Linked DNA regions of Oryctolagus cuniculus: region 2 is linked to region 1. A link is a contact called in public Micro-C data. All regions are on one chromosome and are shown on one strand. Each heading gives the region's core, a stretch centred on a gene start, on an enhancer-like site or on the middle of the called end of the contact. The rest is flanking DNA. Distances are from core to core; before and after follow the strand shown.

Region 1 (5,006 bases), core at 1,355-3,854:
GAGCTGGCCTGGAAGAGGGGCAACCGGGACAGCATCCAGCACCCCGACCGGGACTAGAACCCGGTGTGCCGGCGCGGCAAGGTGGAGGATTAGCCTAGTGAGCTGCGGCGCCGGCCTTCAATATCTTAACAATGAGGAATCTGAAAAAAAATTATGAAAATAATCCCATTTATACAAATGTCAAGAAGAAGGAACAACTTAGAAATTAATCAAGGAACTGAAAGGTTGAAACAATGGAAACTACAAAATGAAAGAACACATAAATTACTGGAAACACATACATGTTCATGGATTAAATGAGTTAATTTTGGTTAAGACGTCAGTACTACCCAAAGTAGTCTACAGATTCAATTTGATTCATATCCAAATCCTCATGATATTTTTTGCATAACTTAAAAAAAAAAACCCTTCCTAAATGTGTGTGGAATCTCAAGGGACCCCAAATAACCACAGCAATCTCAAAAGTGAAAAACAGAACTAGAAAGCCTACACCTGCTGGTTTTAAAAACTGCTCCAAAGGTGCAGTAAGCAAACCCGCGTGGTGCTGGCGTGCAGACAGACGTGCGGAGCAGTCACGTGGAAGAGGAAGCTCAGACGTCAACCCCGCGTACGAGGTCATGAGTTGGAGAAGGCCGCCAAGACGGCTCGGAGGGAAAGGACAGGCTTTGCAAGCAGCGTCACTCGCATGCTGAGGAAAGTTGGGTCTTTACCTAATGAAATATAAAAATTAACTCCAAGTAGAAAGGCTGTCACCAGAGGCTAGGGGAGGGCTGGGGAAGGGGAAACAATTTCAGCTAGGCTGGAGGAGTCGGTTTCAGGAATCTGTTGCACTGCATGGTGACCACAATTAATAGTAATGCGTTATCCATTTCAAAATTGCCAGAGCAGTAGATTTTATCTCCCTTACCACGCACAAAAGTGTGGTGGGTTGATGAGGTGATAGATATGTTACTTAGCTTGGAGAACACTCAGGTGCTGTTAGGAAATGTGCACGGCGCTTGGGATGTGGAGCAGGACCCCAGGATTTGGGGTTGGCATGGCAACTGCCGCCAGCGAGTTCAGGCATAGCCGGAAGGAGGGCAGGAACTGGAATGAGCCGCCTAACTGCCAGCGTTAATGAAAAACACGGAGCACGGCTGAGGATCAGAGTGAACGCTTGGCGCCCTCAGCGACAGAAACGTAAAAACACGTGAGCCTGAAAGTGAAGCAAATGCCTTCCACTCTGCTGTGGTAACCGAAGGAGAACCAGCTGGGGGCGGGATTTAGTCCATGGTCTGATGGCTGTGCAGGGGGGACCTGTGACACTCGAAATCTGTGTTTGCTAGGTAGTTGACAGAAGTGTCGCCCGGACGTGAGCCTCCTCGCCAAGGCTGACGAGTCTGACGGTGAGCAGCTTTTAGCAGTCAGAGGCCGCACAGATGGCCGCTGCTGCTGTGAGCGTGAATGTCAAAGGGGAAAATGGGCATGTAGAGTGAGACAGGCACTGGGGCTGGGGGAGCAGCGGGCAGAGCCGCGGTGCCTCCGACACCCTCTCAGCTGAAGCCCAAGGCCAGCCTCTGCCACCAGGGCCTGGGACCGCGGAGAACCAGAGTTGTTCTGTTTTCCCACTGCAGAGCCCAGCACAGGGCGTGGCAGGACAGAATCGCACGCCTTGATTCACTGCTGGCTGGTGTGGCCGCTGGCTGTGGCATGGAGTAGCATGATGCCATGGGAGCTGGGGGGGGGGGAGCGGCAGTGACCCATGGACAGCCAGCACAGGGGCTGCCACATGCCAGAGAGGGAAGCAAAGCCACGAGACAGAAAGTGGGCACGCACACCTCTAAGGCCTCAGAGACAGGCACAGAGAGGCAGACGGAGCTGGGCGAGGGAGCCAGGGGTGGCAGAGGGGCCAACGCTCAGTGCAGTCTGCAGAAGGGAGGGCCAGGCCCCAGAGGAGTCCCCTCCCCTCCCCCCAGATTTCTGTTTCCCTACACTGCCCTTTCCCCCGCCTGAATCCCTGGCCTTGGGAGAGTTTTGTCCTCTGGAAAACACACCTTTGAAATGACTTTGGCATAACTTCCTTTTTGTAGTCACTTCCTTCCTCCTCTTTAATACAATGGTCCCTTGAGAAGAGCCAGGGGGAGACACGGGCACAGCACAGCACACAGGGACCTGGAATGGTTGCTGTTGTCCCGGTTCTGCAGGACGGACAGGTGTTCTGCCGAGAGCCTGGGTCTGGACAGGGCTCCCTCCAAGGGAAACCTGGGGAACCATCATTTAGGGAGGACAACCTGGAGCTTGTCTAAGTGGAAGGGGCTGTAAGAAACATAAAACCAAGATACAGCATAAAAAGCTGAGGCCTCGTGGGGCTGTGGGGAGGGCTGGGCAGTGAGGCACCATCTACCAGGTGTCACCATGTGCACCCCTGGGGATCCGAGCATCTTTGTTACAAGGGGCCTTGGGCAGGATTGGGGTCCGCTGGTTCTTTGTGTTTAAACAATCACCCAAGACGCAGCCTGGGCTTCAGGCCCTGCATTGTTGCCTGCTCCTTAGACTGAATTCTGCGTCCTGTTCCGCTAATAGCACTTCCCGAGGAAATGGCCTGAAATTCCAAGATAGTCCCCTAACAAACCGAGGGCCATACGGTGCGGGAACACCCAGAGAACAGCAAGATTTCACTCAGAACGACACAGTCTCTCAGCGTCTGTGGTGGGTCTGCTGTGCGGGGCACGGAAGAGAGAGGCCCAAAGGTTCACCTTCAGTATCCCAGGACTGGAGAAAGCTCACCGCTTACGTGGCCAGCACAGGCTAGGGCTGCAGCGGCTGGAGTCTCCCCAGAAGAAAACAGATCATGAGGTCTGAGAGGAGCCCAGGAGCGCCGGGGGCTCCACCAGCAGCTGCCTTCCTGCCCTGGTTTGCTCCGGGCGGGCCGGGGAGTCTGAGCTAGATGTTTGTCCTGCTTGAGCGCCCTCTTGTGGGAGCTTGCTGGGGAAGGGGCCCGCATTCCCAGTTGCCTTCCAAGGCACCCTGATGGAGATTCAGGTCTCCTCCAAGGCCTCTGTCGTCCAGAACCAGTCTCTCCTTGCTCCCTGTGGTAGAACTGGTGTACTCCATCCTGCCGGGCGCTTCTGTACCTGTTTTGTAGGCATGGGAAGCCAAGTCCAGAGCCCAGCCCACCTGCACTGTCCTGGACACCCCCAAGTCCTCCCTCCCTCATCCTGTGCCATTGTCTGTGCTCCCCCCACATCTGCTGATTCCTTGAGCACCCTGCTCAGTTCCCTCTAGGCCCCTTGCAGGTTCTTCCCCTCACCTGCATTGTGCTTCCTCTTGATCTCCAAATCCTGACCCTGGTTCAGGTCTCAGACCACAGGACGGGGGAGGGCTGCTCTCTGAGCACCTCTCACTGGTGCTCAGGCCCTGCATGTCACCCTTGCACTTCCCAAGGACAGAAATCCCGTCCATTGCCGTCTGCAGTGTTCCTGGTTGTCTGCCAGTATGAGCTGCTAAACAGGTACTGGCTGACAGCCAGACAGGGTCCCTCACCTGTCACGGCTCCTCCACGCCAGGTGGCCAGGGACTCCCAGCCTACACACAGAGCAGTGGATCACCCACCCTCATGTGTCAGCACAAAAAGAATTGACACAGAAGTGAAGAGGAGCAGGCTGACCTGAAGGGGAGAGCACCCCAGCCCCGGGTTAGAAGAGGAGAGGAGAGAGCGGTCAAAACCACACCTGCTGGGTGGGCACAGCTCTCAACCTACCTGCTACTTAGGGCTGTTGCTGGAGATGTCACCTGGGGCAGTTTCTGGGAGGGGTGGAGCTGTCTGCTCTGGCATCAGAGCGCGGGCAGTGCTGCTTGTCATCACGTCGCAAGGTTGCTATGGACAGTGAGAAGGCAGCGGGCACTTCCTTGTCCATTGCAGTGAAGGTTCCTGGCAGGTGTTGCTGTTTAATGTCTCAGCCTTCCTGTGATCCCAGCAGAAGCTTCTGACCTGGCCGGGCTTCCAGCCACACCCTCCCCCGAGTCACCCGGCCTCCCTTGAACACACCTTCGGCTTCTCGTGAGCAGAAGAAGCCATCCAAGACCATGGGGGTGGCTCTTGCAAAGGGCAGTTGCTGAACCCAAAGACCTCCAGCCCTGAGGTGTGGCTGGGAGCTCTAAAGCCCGCAACTCCCATGATAGTCCCTCCTGAGCTCCCGTGGCAGCCCTTAAGTGTGATTACCGACCATACAGTGTACAAGGCACAGATGTTTTCCAAACCAGCACAGACAGAGCCAGCGAGCCCCGCCCTTGGCAGCATAGCCTCGCGCCCAGGTCAGAGGCAGCCAAGGTGGAGGCAGTGAGGCTGCGTCAAGGGAGCCTCGCCAGCATGCTGGGACCACCTATTGGCCCTGCAGGTGACTGAGTGTCCGGTGGTCTCCCCTCAGACACTGCTAGTGGATTCCGTGTTCCATATGAATATGCGCAGTGCACCTCAGAAATCTAGATTGACTCAGCACATTAACCTGGCCAGCCTTGGTGGGTGGGCAGCGTTTCTGAGGGTCAGGTTGCCATGCAGAAAAGGAATCTGGATAAATGGACCTGGCTGTTCCCTGGAGGACCTGGGGCTTCCCGAGTGCCCCCGGAGCCAGCAGTACTCTGAAGTGGAATGCAGCAGTGATGCAGAGGGGGAAAGCACAGCGCGATTTTGCCACCTTGGGGAGGGGACCGAGAAAGGGGAAGCATGGGGCGAAGTGGGGAGAAGTTGAGGGAGGTGTCCTCTGACTCGGCCAGCCCCAGCAGCAGCTGCCAGGAGCTGTGAGCTACTGGCTCATGGGACACTGGAGTGTGATGGAAAGGGTAGCCCGGGGTCCCTGGGTGTCAGAGGACACAGGGCCTCACTCGGGGCCTCACAATGCATGGATGAAGGCCGCCTTTCTCTATAAAAATGCAGAACACCAGGCACAAACTAGCTATACAGGAAAGAAAGGATCAGCATCTGTGAGTGTGCAGGAAACAGTGCTGTGGTCTCAGGTGAGTGTGCAGGA
Region 2 (5,006 bases), core at 1,102-3,601, 390 kb before region 1:
CCCATATGTGATGCCAGTGCTGCAGGCCAGGGCTTTAACCTATGGCACCACAGCACTGGCCCCAAAAGATTTATTTATTTATTTGAAAGAGTTACACAGAGAGAAAGGAATCTTCATCCACAGGTTCACTCCCCAGATGTCCTCAGCAGCCAGGGTTGGGCCATGCTGAAGCCAGGAGTCAGGAAATTCACTCAGGTCTCCTACATGGGTAGCAGGGACCCAAACACTTGGGCCATCTTCCTTTGCTTTCCCAGGCCATTAGCAGGGAACTAGATCAGAAGTGGAGCACCTGGAACACAAACTAGCCCCCATATGGGATGTGGTGTCACAGGCAAAGGTTTTAGCCCCTACACCACAATGCTGGCCCAAAAATACGTTCTAAAAATTTCATAACTCAATGCATGTGGCACATGTTTCATGTCCATATTTTTCTCAGGAGTTTTTTTTTTAAAGAAGAATTTGTTTCCATATCAGTGACCTTGCTCTTTGATGGTGTGAGGGTCTTTGGAGGAGCAGGTGGCACTGGTGGGTTTTTTGTGGGGCACGGAAGAGCTTGAACAGCACAAATCACAAAACCTGGTTTCCAACGAGTGGCTTTAGTTGTATTGGTGTTAATATTAGTTCTTAGCCACTGACAGAGAATTCCCAGCTGTGCTGTTTGAATTGTCGACTCTCTCACGTGGGTAAAGTATATTCCTGAACACTGAGGCAGTTTTAAATGGGAACACAGAAATCATGGTGAGCACAGGAAAGATGGGAGGCGTTTGAGGATTCCGGTCCTTCACGCTTCTGGAAAGGAGAGCTGGTAATTTCAGTGTGCTTTTATCTCTGATAATGAATGTGATCTCACCCCTGTTGTGTACCTTCAAATAAATGGTTGGTGAGTCCCTAGGGGCCCTGTTACCTGGTTTTGAGAAGCCAGAGCAGGTTCAGGATCTATCACAGTGAACTTGCTTGTTGAACAAGTTGTCCGGACCTCACAGCCAGGAAGGGTGGAGGACTTGGATATCTGAATCTGCGTGAGGCACTAGACAAGGCCTGCATCACACACTGTGGGTGGAGCGAGGTGGGGGCCTTGCCATAAATGTAATTATGGAAATTCATAGCTGAATAGCTGCAGAATAGATTGACATCATATGCAGGAGTATTTCCAGGGCTATCTTTGGCCTTTTTCCTTTAATTCTTGTGTGTGTGTGTGTGTGTGTGTGTGTGTGTGATTTTGTTGGAGATGTTATTGAATTCTTGTTGAATTTGGGGTGATGTGAAATTAAAGAGAATAAATTACTCAAGTCAGGATCCTAAAGTCTGAGGTTGGTTAAACTTGGTAAGCATAATGATTGCTGATGCCAATACTTGATCCTGGGGCGGAAAGCATGTATGCAGGACAAGTTGTATCTCAGCTGTAGTACCTCTGAGGAGACTTCAGAAACATGGCTGGCAATGACTTGGTATAGATCAGCTGTGTGTCATGGCTGTCAGCAGAGTAAAAGTTAACTTAGGTTGCATTGACCGAAAGTGTGGCACGGTGAAGGCAAGCCAGTCCCCCTTTTCCTCACGGGGGGACCACCCTGTTCAAGTCTCAGTGTGGCACCTCAAGTCGGGGCTCAAAAGTGTTCAAGCAAGAGCAAGCAGGAGTGGAGCCACAGAGGAGTGCGACGCAGGCTGTGCTGGAGGGACGGCTGTTAGAAAGTACAGGACCAACGGTGGGGCGACTTGAGCTTCACACACTGCTAAGCCTGTGCCATCAGAAAGGGATTAGGCTTGTGGTGTGTGATCCCAAGTGATCAAACAAAGATCAAGAGGTGGGAATCTTAAAGAGAAAGTGCTGAGCTTCATTAATGATTTTCTGACGGTTGGAAGCAGTCCCACATGGGAACACTCTATTTCATCATAACTGTGTCCATGCATGGCTGGCTGCTAAGAACTGGGAAATTATTTCGCAACTGACAATAATTGAATGAATTCAAAGTTCTGTTGTCAGAATTTATGATTATTTTTGAAGTCATTCTTATACTAACATGAATCCTTCAGAGATGGCATCTTGGAAAATTTCTCAGTATTAATTTTTCCAGTAATCTTCCTGTGTGTTGTTTTTTTCTTTTCATTTTATTGGGTCAGCAGAGGCAGTATCAGGATTCTAAAGGTGACCGCACAGATATGGTTAAGGTAAAGACAGCAGCAGGCACCTCCCAGTCGGAGGGGAATGTCTAGGCAGGTCATGATCCTGCAGCCAGTTCTGCCCTTTGGTCTCGTCCAGTGTTGGAGTTGCAGTTGGTGGTGGAGACGCTTGGGCGGGATCATTGGCATGCTGTAAGGCACTCCTCTGGGAACTGCTGGAGAACTTGATACAGATGCCCAGCGCTTGGGGGCCCCCACCAGGAGAGACCCACGCCTGACAGTAGAGCTTTGTAACAAGAGAGAGGGCTGTGGTGGGACCATCTTCCATCACCAGAGAGCAGTGTAGCAAAGGCTGTGTGTCAACTGGGTTAGAGGTGCGGTGATTCTGTAGAAGACCTTGTTCAACAGATTTGCCTGGAAGGTTAGACGACCAGGAGTCAAAGACTGACAAGAGAGACCCTAAGCAGGCCATGGATAGGAGACCAATGAGAAGGAATGGAAGGAAGTGACCAGGTTCAGATCCTGGCTCTGCTGCTTACTCACTGTGTGATCATGGGTAGAGAAGAGGAGGGAAAGAGCCTAATGCTACAGTCCTACTGGGGTCTTTGAAATGTTTCTCAGGAAGCTAATCTAAGTTGGATAAGATTTTGCATATTTGATAGTAAAACAAAGTGATGTTTAAAATAGTGAAGTAAGTGGACTGGCCTTGTGGCACAGTGGGTTAAGCTGACGCGTGCAATGTTGGCATCCCATTTGGGGCACTGATTTGATTCCCTACTGCTCCACTTCTTTCCAGCTCCCTGCTAACGTGCCTGGGAAAGCAAGGGAAGATAGCCCAAGAGCTTGGACCACTGCACTCAAATGGGAGACCCTGATGCAGTTCCAAGGCTCCTGGCTTCGGCCTGGCCCAGCCCTGGCTGTTGTGGCCATTTGGGGAGTGGACCAGTAGGCAGAATATCTCTCTTTCTTTTTCCCTCTCTCTCTGTAACTCTGCCTTTTAAATAAAAGCAGATAAATATATATTTTTTAAACATAAGATTATCCTTGCCACCTTATTTGACAGAGCTATGATACCTTGACACCTTCCTAAGTTCTCTGCCAAGGGTTGAAAGAGGGTGCAGCAAGCAAACTTGAAGTGAGTGGGGAGAAAGCACAATCCTGCTTCCTGCTGGTGTCTTGTCCTCCTGCTTAATAAGTAATGGGCCCGTCTTACAGCCATGTGTGGGAACCAGAGGCTGTGAGTGGATTTTACTCATACTGTTAGCAAGTGGAGTAACAGCGTTGACATTGAGTCGTCCTGCCTGTTTCAGTCCTAAATTTTCTTACATGGAGAAGCTCTTTCAGATCCCTTTGGCTGTAGTTCTGTTTCCATTTCCCGTTACAGTCCAGGTTTGGTGTGCATATGTAGTTTCATACTTAGAATTTTATTTTTACCCAAACTTTTTTTTCCAGAAAAGATTTAATTAACTGCACTTCTGTGCTTCTTTTCTACTGGCCTATGATTGTTTTGTGTCTGAATACAGCATTCAGTTTCTCATCTGTGTTCTCCAGTAGTTTTCCTCTCTGCTAAACTTTATATAAATGAGCTTAGTAAGATATGCACTTTGAGCACATGTATTTTAGGAGTCTTTCCCATATAGACTCTGCTGATTCAGTCTACATGTGGTTTCCATATTTTATAGATGAAAAATCACTGACAAACTAAATTCAAGAAGGTAAAGGGAGTGGTCGATTAAGTACAATTATGTAATACAGAATTTCTCAGACATCTTGGAATTCATGAGATAGTTCTGCGTCTTCTGGCTCATTTGCAACAAAACTCAGGCATAATTTGTCCTTGAATTTTAAGCCTCTTTGTAGCACAGTGCTTTGTAAGATAATGTAATTATTTATGAATTCCTATCAGAAACTCCAATGTGCCCTGGAAAGAGCTGGCACAACCAAATTATTTCTTTAACCACTTGAGCTATGTTAATGTAAGGTGAGGAGACATTGATCAGAACATCCTAAAGCAGACACTGCCACATATGTCTGAATCTGGTCAGTTCTTTGCTAGAACTCCTGATTTCTGGACACATCTCTTGAGCAATAGCAATAGTTTGTTATATGTTTGACTAGATTGTATATTTATTAGTTGTCAATTTTGTAAGACAGCCAGTGTTTCTAAGTACAGGATAGAGAATTCAAAGTGCAGTGCTGTACAGGCATTATGTATTTATGCGTGTGGCACGTATGTCATACTTTGATCTAGAACATCAGTAGCTGCACTTGCAACACCCATAACCCCAGCATTTATTGTCTGAGATGCCTTTGCTATCTTCACCCAGTTAAGATTTAAATGATCTCTAAGTTCTCTACAGTCCTATGATTCAGTTCATGAAAGAGGTCATCTTTAAAGCTTAGGTAGAAATTCAGCCATTGCAGCTGGAGCCTCTAGAATTTAGTGTCTAGAACACCAAAAACCCTTTTAGGCTGCAATGAGAACATTCATACGTTATTTAAAGAATGGAAAGCAAAGTATGATAAATTGCCTTTCCCTAAACATACCTGTGTTTGATGTCCCTCATGGTCTTAGAGTTGCTCTGACTGATGGTGCTTAAAAAGAAACACAGGAGTGATTGTAAGAAGGAAAAGCAAGCACAAAGCCCTGAGTCCTGTGTCTGAGAGCGGTTCATTTCTGCCTTATTGGACCTGGACTCCAAGTTCAAACATGCAGGCCGGTGATAAGGAGGGTGATTGTACTGATAAAGCCTTGGAAGGTGGCAAAGCGAATTCATCATCCTCAGGTCCCGAGAGCATCCTCTCGGCAGCCAGCACGTTTCCCGTCTTCCCTGTGCCCTCAGTGCTAATGCTGCTTTCTCCATGCACAAGCACTGCCAAAGGTTCGT

What was found. Hi-C and Micro-C count contacts between places; a contact is called where the count stands out from the background.
Region 2: a Micro-C map of ear pinna shows a contact between it and region 1, with 5 times the contacts expected there. The contact joins two enhancer-like sites. A contact is called at or near these places in 4 of 6 Hi-C or Micro-C datasets (ear pinna, psoas muscle, skin fibroblasts and 1 more).

The regions. Positions count from the first base shown.
Region 1 is chr6:2,844,034-2,849,039 of mOryCun1.1, reverse strand. No RefSeq gene overlaps it. Among named protein-coding and RNA genes, the nearest start is that of STARD4, 29 kb to the right of the region's middle. Within about 2 kb of position 2,604, at least 4 of the 8 cell types and tissues checked have an H3K27ac peak or open chromatin away from gene starts, as enhancers often do. A contact at or near this core is called in ear pinna, where this site is marked.
Region 2 is chr6:3,236,331-3,241,336 of mOryCun1.1, reverse strand. The region is part of intron 2 of LOC103345116 (a long non-coding RNA gene); the gene reads left to right. Among named protein-coding and RNA genes, the nearest start is that of EPB41L4A, 240 kb to the left of the region's middle. Within about 2 kb of position 2,351, at least 1 of the 8 cell types and tissues checked has an H3K27ac peak or open chromatin away from gene starts, as enhancers often do. A contact at or near this core is called in ear pinna, where this site is marked.